Linked DNA regions of Zea mays: region 1 is linked to region 2. The links are chromatin contacts, called in public Hi-C maps. All regions are on one chromosome and are shown on one strand. Each heading gives the region's core, a stretch centred on a gene start, on an enhancer-like site or on the middle of the called end of the contact. The rest is flanking DNA. Distances are from core to core; before and after follow the strand shown. Region 1 holds the start of LOC100383696. Region 2 holds the start of LOC100286077.

Region 1 (3,826 bases), core at 491-2,990, 130 kb after region 2:
CAACTGCTCCAGCGGCTGGTTTTGGTGGTTGCGAGCCATCGTAATCTACCAGGACAACCTCAACCTGGAACCTAGGTGATGGCAATTTTCTCTGGACAAAATTATAATGTAATTTAGTCTCAAGTCCCCAAAAGAACATGTAAACAAATCAGTTGTTCGAACTGCTGCAGCTGCAATCCATAAAGACAAAACACTGTAGAAGTAGTAGAAGCCGATACGGGTTAAATCCAAATGAAAGAAGCCTTCACCTTGTCAAAATCATCAAGATCAGTTGGATTCAAAGTCATCCTGTTCTCCATCATTGTTGTATTTAGCCAGCTGAAAAGGACAGGGGAAGAAATGAAAGTAAATATCAGGATAATTTTCTTTTCCCTCAAATGATTAAATTTAGCTGCAATCCTTTCGGAGCAAAGATTGTACACCTTATACTTTCCCTGTAACACAATGATTAAATTAGAAGACTAAAATGCATGACTAGTTCAAAGTTCCTTACATTTCTTATTGTGTTACACAAAAGCCCTCAAATGCATGGTCTCTTTATAATTAAGAATATAGACTTCTCACTTACCTAGCCGCCTAAAATACTGGAAACTAACTAGACAAACAATGCACTTAAGCACATTAACTTCCTTTTTGTAAAAAGGAAAAGGCAATACACGTACCAGGAGGGGAAAGGAATTTTGGAAATACATGGGGACAAAATAAGGCATGCTTTAGACAAGATGAAATGCATAACCATATAATCTAGGGCAATGTGGCGAGGGGGAGGGAGTGTTAAGTAAGCATTAACCCAAATAGTCTTATACTGCTCCTCATTTCATGAAAAAACATGCATATTCTATGAATTTTAAAATTGTTAATATGTATATTATTCATGAGAAAGATGATCATGAACCAAAAAAAGATCTGGGCGCATTCATATTTATATTTCAAAGTAAAAATGAAGAAACTAATGACAAAAAGACGGGCCCAGTGCTGACGGTTTCCACATGAGTGGGGTCTGAGGAGGAATAATCGATGCAAGCCTTACCCTGCATTTTGCCGAGAGGCTGCATCGAACCTAGGACCTTTGCTCAGTGGGAAGGCTTCTCGCCACTTCGCGGCCTGCCCTTCAATGAAGAAGAAAATAGTGATTAAGAGGGGAACTTCAAACCGTATTCTCCGGTAGAATTCGGTAGTCAACTAAAACAGATTATTCATTTATACGTTACATCCCTACTACTAACACCAAAAATATCTTTCTAAAGTTATCCATGTCTCATTCTCAGAGGATGAGTTACGAAGAGGCTTGCTCTATTGAACCTAGTCCTTGATTGCCAAAGCTGGCCCGTGCTACATTAATAACATGAAGACAATGCAGTAAGTTCAAGGTATGGTGGTGTAGAAAATGGACAAGAATAACAATACCAACAATATGAATTGTGTCACCCAGGAAGCATTTATGTTAATTTTGAAGCAGTTTAATAACCGAAGAGTCCAAACCCCAAACAGTGAGAGAGGACGGAAGACAACATTCACAACGACCCCTTGACCATGGGCCTTCGTGGGCGTTGTTTGCCTAAGAAGGCGACGACTTCCTACCTGGGGGCGGAGGCGAGAGCGGCGGCGAAGTGATCGAATTCCGGAGGCGAACTGCGTCTCGGAGGAGCGCCGGCGCAGGAGGTGGTGGGCTGGTGACAGAGGGCGGCGTGGGAGAGACGGCGCCGACGAGAACTAGCAAGGAACAAACACGACAGAGGGCGGCTACGAGGTCCGGTGGGCCGAGGCGAGGCGAGGCGCAGTTGGCAACGCACCACGCGATCTACTACCAACTGCTTGCCATACAACCAAACATGGGCCCCCGGACGAGGATTAGCAGCCCAACCGAAATGAAAGCAAAGTCTCTATGCTCCGATTGTACTTTCGGTTGTAAAAGGAGGAAGCCTGTGCCGGTGACATGATGTCATCAAAAATGAAAGCAATATATAGTACATTAGCAAATATATATATATATATGACGTTATTAACTTAGAACTAGTAAAGTAAAAAAACAATGCACTTAAGAAATACTGAATTAGGTTTAACTTTCAAAGCTTAAATGTGAAGCTGCAATTGTAAAATCAAGAGTAAGATGACATTATCATGTCACCGGCACGGCACAGGCTTCCTGCTCCGATTGTACTTTTCTGCTCCGTGTAACCAGACATTATCAAGCCAATAATACATCTCTATGCTTAGATGATCCATACATAACTTAATCACCAGGACCAAGGTGTTCATTGCTACAAACCAGATGTTCACCTCGAAGGGCCGCAACAACGTCAATGGAGGGTGCTGTCTAGTAGCATGGGATAAGGTCGAGAGGACCACTTGATCTTTGGTAGATTTGGAATTCTCAACCTAGAATTTATGGGTTTGGGCGTTGCAGATTTGATGGTTGTGGTTCCAAAAGGTACAAAGACACGCTGCGTATTCGAGGAAAAAAAGAGTGTGTGGTAATTCATATCCTCTTTGCTTGCTGGATAAAAAGAACTATATAGGCTTTGCTGATATAAAAATGGGTGATATCTTCCATTAGTCTAAAAACAAGCAGGCCCTGTTATATCCAACATCTACTGACCAACGGAGATAAAGGCAGCAAGTAATTTCACAAACTATGCCTTGTCAAACTATAGGCTGAGATTCACAAAACATCTATCTATAATACAGCACAACTACACTAAAATTTCAGTAATCAAATAATACATGTAGACAAAATCAACGCGGTACCTGTTTGGGATGTGCCGTCAGAGAGCATCGCGGACAGGGGGCGTGCGCGCCGAGGCGGGGGACATGTGGTGTGGACATCCTACTTACGTTCTTAATAGTAGTATATATAATATAGATAACAAGTCATGCCAGCAGCAAAATCTTGCCTGATCACAGCTTACTCTTTTATTTTACCAGGGGATAGCAAACTCCTTCCTTCCCAGAACTACAGAATTCACATCATTCTCATGCTTGGGATGATGAGCGAACGAACGGTTGGAGCACACGGAATATGGTTTGTTTTGGATTATAATCTATTTAGATTATATAATCCAACAAATTATGAAGTAACTTAGTTCATAATTTGTTGGATTATATAATCTGGACATATTATAATCCCAAACAAACACGCAGTTAGTAGCTGTATCATCGAACAAGTATGGCAATTTCTATGAACTTCAACAAAAAAGGCTCAGCACACGTACAGATATATAACATTAGCAAGGCAGACAATTACACGAAACATAGGCTTAACTGTTATTATACAGGCAAAGCAAAAGGAATAATTTCATTCCCATTGAATCAGATCAGAAGCCGGAGCACAACCCTGTTTGTCAGTTTTGCCAAAGCCCGACCGGAATTACAAACAGGACAGGGGCAGAGCAAGAAAAGGAGTGCTCCAAATCAATGGCATCTAAGTAAAAAGGCTATCTTCCTTTCCTTTTCTGCTTCTATGTACCCTAAACGACTTTAAACCTAAAACTCAACCCTAACTCTCCTCGTGTCAGCTGCTACCCGCTATAGGTTTCCCTAGAATGTACAAAAGCACCAAGACCAGTCATCATACTTGGACCCTCTGCCTTGTCACACGGCCACCCCCACTGAAGTCAAGCACTCTTGGGCCCCCGGTCCAGTCGTCATCATCGGAGTCGTCGGAGTCATCGCCACGTGCGCCACCACGGGCTTTTGTAACACTCGAGGCAGCCGTTCTCCTGACCCTCGTCGTACTTCTTGGGGTTGGGTTTGTCGTATTTCTCGGGGTTGGGCGCTTCCTAATCTGGACTGAAGGGATGAACACAGCAAAGTCCATGGAATCTTC
Region 2 (3,829 bases), core at 310-2,809:
CTACATCAATGTGAAGACCAACCAAGGAATATATCACTTGAGCAAAGCTAGTCCATGGATCCAAATTGTAACTATAAGTTCAGTACAGAAAGCTTGAAATGCTCATATTCAATACACCAACTTGAGTTCCTTAGCATTCAGTGCTAACTACACCTTTTGTATTGGGTACATTGGCATTTGAACTAAGTAATAGAAAAAAATCAGTCCAGCCACAATATACATGAGCAACTGCCAGTAAATACATACAACTCATGTGAAGCGGCAACCTAAGAACACATTTTAATACAATGGACAAGACATTCCTTTCTTTTAAAAATTCTGCTATGCATACTTCCAAAGATTGCAGGACTTGAGAATCAAAGCCTTATTGTGGCACATATGATGAATACAAAATTCATTATTTTTCCTGAACCCTCCCCGACACATAGCTATAATACCTAAGATGTCACTACTAGGAACTGTATAACTAATGAATAACAATCTTACTACGCTGCCAAAGCTGAATCAACAAATCTTACTATGCCGCCAATTCTGAATCAGCACAATTTAATCTTGAGACGAACACGATGATTCATCCAGCCCACTCCAAAGCACAATTAATTCCAACCCTTGTGCACCTCAGGTAACCCAACTGCAACATTAGGATGCAGCACATATGGCTTGGGTGGAGCCATAGTACCTTTCCTTTTCTGGGACAAAATTTACTTACAGAAGGAAAATACTGAATTTTTTTAAGAAAAAATGATACATACAGAGCCAAATTGCTATCCAAAACCACAAAATCTGAACCATTCCAAGCCACAGCAGGGGATAATTAACAGTACCTTGTAAAAGTACCTCCTTCCGGGCTCCAATCCCTTCATGAGGCCGTCGAAGACGAATCCCGGATCCCTCCAGGCGACGCTGCTGTTGGCCGGCCAATCGCACATGTGCCTCTGCTCGTACGTGCTCACATCCGTGCCCACCTCCTTCCACTCCTTGTCGTCCTCCTTCTGCAGCCCGTACCTGACGACCCTCTCCCCGCGGTCGCCGCACACGAACAGGACCCGCATCTCGTCGACCTCATCCGCAAACGCGAGGTGCAGCTGCTCGGGGCGGGCGGGGTCGCCGACGGAGACGTCGGCGGAGACGGCGACGCGGTGCTTGCCGTGGGGGAGCGGGTTCTGGTCGTGGTCGACGTGGTGGTAGGAGTACTCCTTGGCGGGCCAGCGAAAGAGACGGAACTGGTAGGGCGCGCGGAGCGTCGGGAGGAGCGGGAGGGAGAGCTCCCCGGAGCCGCCGCGCCAGGAGGCGGAGCCGTTGAGGAAGAGATAGCCGAGGAAGTCGCGGTCGCGGGAGGACGGCGGCGAGTAGATGGCAACGTAGTCGAGGCCGTCCGGGGCCGGGAGTCCGGACCAGATGATCTTGATCTGGTTGCCGGAGAGGGACGCGGTGAGGGTGGTGTTCGCCGCAGCCCCGCCGGCGGCAACTGCCGCGACGGCGAGGAAGAGGAGGAAGCGGAGGTGGGGGTTTTCGGGGTACATTTTACTGGGGACGCTGTGCAGAAGCTGCTGGTAAGGTGTCCTGAGCGATTTTTTAGACGAGCACGTATGGTCACCGACAGTGTGGGACCCATCCGTCAGTTCAAGGAATCAGCCATGGAGTGTGCTAGAGTCAAACAGAATATTCCTGGAAGAGTCCTACACATTGGGCATGTTCGTTTTGGGTTGATGGAGGGACATTGGATAATCTCTTCTAATCTCTCTCAAACCCCATACAACTAAGGGTGGTAACCGGTAATAGGCTTTATATACAACTAGGGGTGATAATGAGTTTTATATTTTGCACTATAAAATCTTAGGATCGAATCAGATTAGGATCGGACTCTATTTCTATTCATTTTTAAATAAAATTTTTTATGGGTCCTAACATTTGGTGAAGAAATATTTAGATCATGATCCATTATCACTCGTACATACAACTGAACATAGCTTGACAGTTTTCGGGAAGAATTCTATTTCTCGGAGTCTCTTGTATTTGCTTTTTAGTATAATAATTCAATTTTAGTGTAAAGTTCTTGAAGCAAACCCTGCTGAGCTACCTTAGAAGGGGGTCAAGAGGTTGATCACCAAGGGCAAAGAGACATCATGACTAGTGGTGGAAGTGTTCAATCTTTGTAGAGTATAGAATTGAAACACTAGCCATGTAATCTCTATAGAGTACACTAACGAAAATTTGGGGACCTAAGTGACATAAGATCCAAGTTCGAGGACCCATGTAACACAACATGCCAAGTTCGAGATTCCAAGTGGCTTCGACGTGACTTGCCACGTCGGCATCCAGTTTTGCAAACCCAAATTTGGACGGTTTTGTATGGACCCACAAAACTCGTTGACCTATTTTCCTAGTTTTATGAGTTAGGGGGCTTAAGTAACATAGCATACCAAGTTCGAGGACCGCCAGTGCACTTTACACAATTGAAATACTAGCCATGCTCATAAACAAGAGCAGTTTAGACTTCTTTGAGATTAGCGGATTTCTTGAGAATAGATGGTTCAATTTGAAACTTGGATGGAATCCAAGTACTGATTAACTCAAATGGAATATGAGTGTTGGTTCGATGGTTTTTGTGAGAAGATGATGGATTCACCTAGTAAATAGGTTCTAAGATTTAAGGTCTATTAGGATGTGTCACTTAAGTGATTGCATTAAACCTTGTCAGCCTTTCCTTGTGTTAGCCTCATATCATATTTTCCTACATTTAGGGAGTATATTTTCGTGTGCTCACCCATCTCTTTGTCTCTCATGTCGTCTCACCCAGCTGTCCGGACTTGAAGACAGAGTTTTCGAAATATAGTGTGTTATAAAGATGGTGTCGATGCTAGGTTGATATACCCTCGGTCGACTCCCTGCGGAGATCTTGCAATGACAAATTTTGTTTTAGAACCTATGCTCATTTTTTAATAGGTTACAATTTTATAATAAACGTTATATTGTTAAAGTATATTGTCATTGTGATATGCATTTGATTTTGGTTTTAAACCCGGTGAGATAAGGTGTTATAAAAGTTATGTTAACCGCAATATATCAGCCTGGTTAGCAATGTCCGTCTTTTAAGCTATTTTTGTAATAACAAATAAAGTCTAATCTCTAGCTAGTCTCGACTTGCACTATCGGAATTCGGTTTTTTGCCGAGTGCCAAATAATTTATCAAGTGTTTTTTAGACACTCAGCAAGAAAGTTCTTTGCAGAGTGTGTTTTATCAAGTGTTTTTTGTTTAGCAAAAGCACTCGGCAAACAATTTCTTTGTCAAGTGTTTTTTCAACACTAGGCAAAGACAACTTAAAATCACATTTTGAAGAATGAAAAAGTTTTCAACTACAAATTTGTATAACTCATCAAGATGTATAATTTATATTTTGGTTATTTTTTCATATGACAAAATAAAAGTAAATTTGTTCATAAAAACTATATCTCTTGTAGTTTATGAAACTACCACTACACCAAAATAGTAAACTTTCTAGAGCCTAAACCCTAAGAAGTTAGGCCTAAACTCTAGGAAGTTAGCTAAACTCTCAGAAGTTAAGCCATCCCATCGGAAGTTTGGCTCTCGGAAATTTTTTGTTGGAAGTTAGCTTAACTTCCTATAGCCCTCTAGGAAGTTAGCTAACTTCCTACAGCCAAAAAAGCTGTGACACCCCAGTGTCACCTAGGGTTTCTCTCAAATGCCAAACCTAAGAGCCATTATTTTATGTGAACCAAAGTAAGCATGAGCATCAAAATAACTTAAGTAAGAAAGAATTCACCAAATGTATATACTTAAAAGTGTCATGATCAAAACAATTGAGAC

The links. Hi-C and Micro-C count contacts between places; a contact is called where the count stands out from the background.
Region 1: a Hi-C map of ear shows a contact between it and region 2, with 9 times the contacts expected there. The contact joins the promoter of LOC100383696 here to the promoter of LOC100286077 in region 2. A contact is called at or near these places in 15 of 25 Hi-C or Micro-C datasets (bundle sheath, ear, endosperm and 6 more).

Annotation. Positions count from the first base shown.
Region 1 is chr7:2,017,864-2,021,689 of Zm-B73-REFERENCE-NAM-5.0, forward strand. It overlaps LOC100383696, which reads right to left and starts at 1,741. Exons shown (of 4, transcript NM_001176333.1): 1 at 1,582-1,741; 2 at 1,031-1,104; 3 at 249-318; 4 at 1-170. The coding sequence starts at 139. It overlaps LOC103631880 (sister chromatid cohesion protein SCC2), which reads right to left. Exons shown (of 27, transcript XM_020541428.3): 27 at 3,200-3,826. The coding sequence ends at 3,569.
Region 2 is chr7:1,885,900-1,889,728 of Zm-B73-REFERENCE-NAM-5.0, forward strand. It overlaps LOC100286077, which reads right to left and starts at 1,560. Exons shown (of 2, transcript NM_001364924.2): 1 at 825-1,560. The coding sequence starts at 1,523.